Linked DNA regions of Sus scrofa: region 2 is linked to region 1. The links are chromatin contacts, called in public HiChIP or PLAC-seq maps. All regions are on one chromosome and are shown on one strand. Each heading gives the region's core, a stretch centred on a gene start, on an enhancer-like site or on the middle of the called end of the contact. The rest is flanking DNA. Distances are from core to core; before and after follow the strand shown.

Evidence for each region. HiChIP or PLAC-seq counts read pairs in DNA pulled down with a chosen protein or histone mark.
Region 2: an H3K27ac HiChIP or PLAC-seq map of alveolar macrophages shows a contact between it and region 1. The contact joins two enhancer-like sites. A contact is called at or near these places in 1 of 47 Hi-C or Micro-C datasets (embryonic fibroblasts) and 1 of 2 datasets of contacts at active chromatin or transcription factors (alveolar macrophages).

What each region holds. Positions count from the first base shown.
Region 1 is chr15:99,551,645-99,555,579 of Sscrofa11.1, reverse strand. No RefSeq gene overlaps it. Among named protein-coding and RNA genes, the nearest start is that of SLC39A10, 31 kb to the left of the region's middle. Within about 2 kb of position 2,234, at least 23 of the 83 cell types and tissues checked have an H3K27ac peak or open chromatin away from gene starts, as enhancers often do. A contact at or near this core is called in alveolar macrophages, where this site is marked.
Region 2 is chr15:100,153,177-100,157,111 of Sscrofa11.1, reverse strand. All of the region lies in intron 16 of HECW2 (HECT, C2 and WW domain containing E3 ubiquitin protein ligase 2), which reads left to right. Among named protein-coding and RNA genes, the nearest start is that of STK17B, 89 kb to the right of the region's middle. Within about 2 kb of position 2,186, at least 23 of the 83 cell types and tissues checked have an H3K27ac peak or open chromatin away from gene starts, as enhancers often do. A contact at or near this core is called in alveolar macrophages, where this site is marked.

The DNA.
Region 1 (3,935 bases), core at 985-3,484:
TGGGTTGTTGGTTTGTCTCTTTGACCTCACATCCTGTCAGGAAATTACCCCACTGGCTGCAAACCCAAGGTTCAGTTAACTCTTGTGGAGTAGGTGCAAATGGCAATATGACACTGCATCTCTCTGAACTATACTTTTTTTTTGCCATACCCACAGCGAGTAGGTGCAAATGGCAATATGACACTGCCTCTCTCTGAACTATACTTTTTTTTGCCATACCCACAGCATATAGAAGGGATTGAACTTGCATCACAGCTGTGACCTGAGCCACTGCAGTGACAACACTGGATTCTTAACCCACTTAGCCACCAGGGAACTCCTGAACTATACTTTCGGATATAAACTCCCTGAAGCAGGAAACTTTCCTAAATATATTTGTACTGAATAACTGCCAGACACCCAAAGATCACCATAGTTTCTGAGAGGCAGCTTAGAATGATGGCTCACCAAGTTTTTTTTTTTTTTTTTTTTTGCCATTTCTTGGGCCGCTCCTGCGGCATATGGAGGTTCCCAGGCTAGGGGTCGAATCGGAGCTGTAGCTGCCAGCCTATGCCAGAGCCAGAGCAACGCGGGATCCGAGCCGCGTCTGCAACCTACACCACAGCTCATGGCAACACCAGATCCTTAACCCACTGAGCAAGGGCTGGGATTGAACCCACAACCTCATGGTTCCTAGTCGGATTCATTAACCACTGCGCCATGACGGGAACTCCAACCAAGTGGTTTTTGAAGTTGGATTCCTGCTCTGCCACTCACTGGATGCGTAAACTGATTAACCTCACAGAGGTTCAGTGTTCTCATCTGTAAAATGGGACTCACAGTTACCTCACTACGTTGGTATAAAGATTACAGGAGATGATACAAGTCAATACCCGACACAGGGCTGAGGAGACATTCATTAAGCCCAAGCAATATAGGTGGAGCCAGGACAGAGAGGAGGATGATAACTGTCAATAAATTAGGGTAGAAAGATGAGAAAATGAGGTTCAGTGAACTTAAGTAGCTTATCTCAGGCACACAGCTAGGAAGCGGTGGAACCAGTGCCAGACCTCATGGTTTTAGACTCCTAAGTCAGTCCAGTGCTGTCTCCATAATGAGTTGTTAAAGATAGATGGAGGTGGGCCAAACTTGACCTTGGAATATGGGGTAATCTCCCTGCTTCCCACCTCCCAGTATTTCAGGTTAAGTGGTATGTGCCATATTTAATCAAGGGACTGCTTACAGTTTTTGTTGTCAGTAAAATGGAACTGTGATATTTCTGCAAGTTTCTATAGCATCCAAGGCTCAGGCACCATCAAGAACTTCCATTTTTACACTACAGCCGACATTCAGTTTTCAAACAGCAGAAACCTCTTACAGAGGTCCCTGATAGCAGTCATTATATGCTCTTAGCTAAGAGCTGAGAATTGACAGAGGCTGACCTTTTGATCCTCATTGGATATGGCCAAAAAGCTATTTTTTAAGACTAAAAAAAAAAAAAAAAAAAAAGTTAACTCCCATTGAACCAAACATAGTAGATGATTTATAGACTTATTTGTATCATTACCACATCCCAGAGAATACAGTATATTATCTCTGCTTTATGATTTTTTTTCCCCAAGGTTATACACCATGTAAGGGAGTTAGGATTTGAATGGTGACTTCAAAGAAGAGTCTTCTAAGCTCCTCTTTGAGTATACCACACTGCCCTGCTCACAGATAACAAACTAACAAGCAGATATTTCATTCCATTTAAAACCCAACTAAAAATTTATTTGTTGAGATGTTACTCTGTCCAGCCCTGTGTGATAGCATCTTAAAACCTTGCTATGAAGTCTCAAAATCTTTACTTTTTAGATTGTGCTATTTTTGGGCAAGTTATAATTTAGGTTACTCAAAGTCACTGCGTGATATATCTACTAGACAATAATTATTTTGTGGAGGTGGGAGAGGGAAAGATTAAAAAAAAAATTCATGCCAAAGAAAGACCTTCATTGGCTCTTTAGAAATAGTATGAAAAAGAACATGAGATGGCATGTATTTTATTGGGATAACACACTTAGGGTGTAACATCAAATTCTGAGCAAGAACCAGATAGTGTAACTTTTAGACATTCTTGTGTCACCATGAAGTAATTTAGGGCTGGAGCAGGGGTGGCAAAATACAGCCTGCAGGCTAGATTAAGCCCACAAGGATATCTAGCCTGCACTCAGCTCCTACTGAGAACAAGCACCAACACCCAGCTGTGGGTGGATGCTGACTCATCGACTCAGCGGGTGCTCAGAGCCCCACCAGTGCCAGCTAGCTACAAAGAGATGGGAGAGGGCAGTGTGAATCTGGCCTCCAAGGCCCCTTCTGACTAGTAGCCTCCACGACTTGATGATGGAGCCCCGCCTACAACAGACCCTAGACTGGCCAGGCTCACTTGTGGAGACAGGCATGTGAAGTTGGTAGGTGGCAGCAGCAGAGGGGAGAGTAGCAGAGCTGCTGCAGAGAATGCTTGCCCTGCTTTTGCAAAACTTCAGTTCCCCTAGAATAACCTTTCAGTGTGTCTGTGAGGAATTCTTGTGTGCTTGGCACCAGTGTATGCAGGCTGGCTGCCACCCCTCTCAGGAATCTGCTGCTAGTCATTCACCAGGAACCACCAGCTCCATCAGAGCTGAATCAGGAGCCCACAGATGCCACAGCTGCACCTTGCTTTGCTGCATAATGGGGAAAAACGGTGTTCTTCCATTTTGTGTTACACTTTGTTTTTGCACATGCGCTCTTCAACCCCCTCCCCCACCCCAGCCATGCCTCAGACACAACACCTTGGGGGTCAGCCCTAAGACAAAGCAGAGCAATCAACATGATACTGGACTCAGAAACATTGCTTTTGCTGAAGGCCAAAGCTTTCCTGTTCTGTTAGGGCTGAGCCTTTTCCTAAGGGACTCAGAGTCCCTCATGCAGAAAGGTCTCTGGAGGACCAAGCTACCATCTTGCCAGATATATCCATGTCTGGATGAACCCTAGTAGTGGGCACAGTCTAGGTCACTAATCCCATTTATGAGGGCTAGACCCCATGAGTGAATCACCTCCAAAAGGCCCCACCTCCTCATACCATCACATTGGGGGTTAGAATTTCAACATGTATATTTTTTGGGGGTGTGGACACAAACATTCAGTCTATAGCAACAAATTATTAATGAAATTGTTAAAATCCATCTGTTACTGTCCCTGAGTCAATCCAATGTAAACAATTAGAATGCTAAGATTTTGCCTTATAATCACGGAAAATTATTTTTAAAAAACCCCAAGACTGCATATGACATAACATGAGGTGAACAAATGCAAAGGAAAATAAAATATGACACAGATTATATGGGAAAAGTAGTTGAAAGGATGGAAAATATTAAAGGAACTAATTTTTAACTCATTTTAGGCTTAAGAGGGATTACAGTTTTACAAAAGGGTCAAGCATGATGCACTTGCATTCTGTAAATAAAATTAACTTTAAATTTAAAAAATCAATATGGACAATAGAAAACTTTGACATATTAAACTATAGAAGAAAACTAACAGTAATATAGATTGGAGAAGACTATGTACTTAATTGTATCAGTCTCTTTTAACTTTCATTTTCAAGGTTATCACCCTTCAGTGAAGATAAACACTACTAAAAGCTTGTCAGCTCTTTTTGAGACAGGAAAAAGAATTCATTTTTCTGCCTGTCTCAAGGAGATAGATGTGGACATTGGTGTCCTTCTACAAAGCAGTCGATGAGTCTAAACAAGATGAAGTGGCAGCATGTTGACAGAGTATATTCAGAGGTGACAAGCAGTCTTGCAGACAGTGATGTTTTCTTCATTATTCTGTAGACAAGACTTTAGAGAGCTCTTACAATAGGAAAAGGGAAAAAAGTGCCATGCCAAGGTTGGAAGTTAGAGATGTACTGTGCCTTGAAGAGGGCCAGACAA
Region 2 (3,935 bases), core at 937-3,436, 600 kb before region 1:
TGGCTGTGGTGTAGGCCAGCAGCTACAGCTCCAATTGGACCCCTGGCCTGGGAACCTTCTTATGCTGCCGGTGCGGCCCTAAAAAGACCCCCCCCCCAAAAAAAAGTACAGAATCCATCTTTTCAATACAACAATTTATATATCTTTGTATATTCCAACGTGTTATTAAATTGCTATTTTAGATCTTAGGAAATGATAGCATAACAATTATTTATTTTGAAAACTTGACTCAAATTCTCTAGCACATAGCATTATTTTGAATATTGATGTAGAATTTTGAATAATGTTCCTAACTTTTAAAATCACATTGGGATTTTGATGGGGAATTTAAATCTTAGGTTACTTTGGGTATAATTAAAATATTTACAGTTTTCCACTTTTTCTTGTACAACTGTAATTTTTTTCATATATTCAATCCTTTCATTTCTTACAATAGAATTTTCTTGTTTCTTTCTTTTTGGACCTGAATGTTTCTTGTCAAGGTTTTCCCAAAGTATTTTATATTATGGTTTTTGTTGTGGGTGGACTTTTTTTTTTTTTTTTCAGTTTTCTAAATAATGACTCCCAAAATGGAGGAAACTACTAGTTTTTGTAGTACTATTTTCTGGAAATTATGGTCTCAATTTCTTTTTTGTCCTTCCCTTGGCCTTTTTTTTTTTTTTTTTTATTGTGTACTCAAATGATTAGTTTACTTTTTAAAAATTTTCTTATATCACTGTTTAAAAAAACACTGCCTTATCCTTTCTAATGTCTTACATAGTAGGCAATTTGCGTGTTTTTTTTGTTTTTTAATATGTATATTTAATATAAAATAAAAATGTATGCATATATAATGTAGTTTCAATTCCTGAATGTATTTTCAATTAGAGCACTTGTTATTAAATACATAATAAATTATTATAATTCATAAGAAAATAGAAACCTCATTATACTTCCTAGTAAATCATAGATAATGATTTTTCAGAATAACGATGGACTTAGGGTGCAGGCTATTATAATGCCTTAGATAAGGTGTCTTATAATCAGATATATTTGTGTATAATAACTAAACTCCTGTTTTAGAGTTCAAAATGGTTTTTCTTTATGTAGAATTTGGCTTCATTGAGAAAAGTGTTTCTCATCATCCATTGAGTTATGAGAATTGTAAACCCTTCATTTGTATTATCTCTTTGGTACTCACGGCATTATTTCAGTTTTACTGGGAGGCCAGGGTCTTATCTATTGTACGTAGAAGTACTCTACAGGTATTTGTGGAATTAACCTAGATAAACAGCATGGTTAAAACAGCTTGCCAACAGCAGAAACAGAAAAAGGAGTAAATGGCCAGGCATCTAATTTGGTTCTATTTTCAGTAGATCATACTGTATATTGAAAAAGAAGTAAACAATTATGAGGCCTATCTAACAATATACTCAATATTTTAAAATTATTGAGTTCTACCATATAATAATCTGTGCTAACTATTTTATTTTTATGCATTCACTGAATCCTTTCCACCAACCTATGAGGCAGATACTACAACTACACTTATTTCAAGACGAGGAAACAAGCAACAAGAGAGTCAAATAATTCTCTGAATCCTTAGCACAGAGCTGGTTTATATCCATTTATAACAAATACTACCTCTAAATATAGGGCTAATTGATGTCACTTTTATGTGTCCATAAGAGTCATGAGACAATTTCCAAACCTAACCTATAAAATGGGAAGTACACAGAAAACTTGATCTTTCTACTGCTTGGCTCTATCCTCCAAGTCAGACCAGGCCCTGTGACTGTAATCAAAAGTATGAATGATCAGTGCTGATTTTCCTTTCTTAACATTACACCAGCAGAGAAGTCCTGGGGATTTCTCTAAAATTGCCCTGAGGCAGTTTTTTTTTTAAAATTTTAACAACGTATGTATTTTTGAAGGTTTACTAAACTGTGTCTACAGGAACTATGTGTATGCAGAGTCTGCAATCCAGAAAGAGTTGTGGTTTAAAGGCATTGCTGCTTCTCATTGTTTTTGATCACGTGCCCAACTTTAACTTCACAAAAATGTTGGTTGGTTTCAGTGAGGGTATTTTCTGTGGGAATTCCGGTCTTGAGACTCTGTTCCTTGTCCTCAAATGATCTTCTGCCTGAGTTGATCTTCTGGGGTGATTCTGTGCTTTGGAGGAAGTGGTTATCGAGGACTGAATATGATGGGCATCTGAGAGACAGCAGCAGCCAGACTTTTTCCTGAGGTTGTCACTCTGTATACAGTTTAACATCTGTATATATCTCTTAGTTGCATCAGTTGTGTTTTCTTATTAAGAGGTTGCCTTTGCCTGTCTTTGCACTTCCCTCATTGGGTTCTGTTTTAGTAAATAATCTAATGTAAGTTTCCTGAATCTCTTTTCTCCATCACAGCAAAAAAAAAAAAAAAAAAAAAAAAAAAAATGCTAACAAGATAAGTTTATTCCAGACATTGCGGAGATGTAGGGAAATTTGTTAGGAGCCAAATCTATTTTGGTACCAACTGATCATGCGCCTGGTTTGATTTTACTGAGTACTTCTTGTATTCACAGCATAGTGCTAGGTACTTGGAGGCACAAAGATAACGGAGAGAGAGCTTTGCCCTCCAGAATCTCATGTTTCAAAAGCAGCGGAAGTTGTAATTGAATGCGGTGTGAGAAGATGCAGTGGAGGAAATGCTGAAATGTGTTTTAAAGGGCACAGTAAGAAACATCCATGCACAGACGGTCAAATGATAAAATGTTACTTGAATATGATCTTAATCCTCATTCTGAATCATTAAAATCAAATAGAATTTGTTCACAAGGTGAAGGCAGTAAAGAAAGAAATTATAGGACTGACAGAGATTCCTTCTAACTCTGTAAATTTATAAAATAAACTTGAATCAATGTGTTAATGTAACTTTCAAATATCCCTCTGATCAGAGTTGTATGAATCTTCAACAGTACTTGTCAAACTTGTTATGTTTATTTCAGACACTGAGTGGACTCATGGAAATTTGTTAGGCACCAAATCTGTTATTTTTGTATCCTAAAAGGAAAAGGGACATTACAGCGCTGCAGTGGTGATCTTAACCACTTTCATTTTAATGTAAACATAAATGTGTACAGACATAAAATATGCATAAACTTCTTATCCTTACAGTTTTTATAAGCTACAAAACCAAAAGACTTATAAATTAAGAACTTTAAAAAAATTCAAATTAATAATATTGTGAGAAAATTTTGTTTTTCAGAAGCCAGATGACCTGAGTTGAGACCAATGTCAGTGGAAAGATACATTTGTGCTTTCATTTCACTTGTGTTTGACTTGTTGCTTTTGATTGATTGATTTTGTTGCCTCTGCGGTGTTATCACGGTCATCATTTTCCCTTCTTAGCAAATAGCTTATTTTTATCTACTGTTTTGTCGTTGTGATGAGCCAGTTCATTCAGTAGTGGACCCTCAAGTACTATATGAAGAAAACTATATCACCAAATGTACCTATGATGATTCTACCGCCCTCCTCTAATTATAAACTATTGTAAAACTTTTGCTCTTAGAATATGCTTTACTTAACATAAATGCAGTGTTCACTTTTTAAGTCCACTTACTTCGTTTTCTCTTTAGCCTGTGGCAATTTATATATACATTACTTTGCCTCATTTCATAAGCATCATTTAATTTGCAAATTAATACTGCAGGAGAAAAGTTTTGTCTGGGTCAAAGCATTGCATGCGGGTGGCAGACAGGAACTGTTAATCATATTTAACATCAAGGCCCTGCTCATCAACACATTGAAAGTTCACCTCTCATCACTTGGCAACAAGTAGTTCTTGTAAATGCAAACATGGGAGCTGAAGTCACTAAGCTGTGTTCAGTCATAAATGTCATCTGGATTATCCAAAATATGCTTACCTCATTTTAGCAGTTTTGATCAGCAAAGTGAAAGCACAAC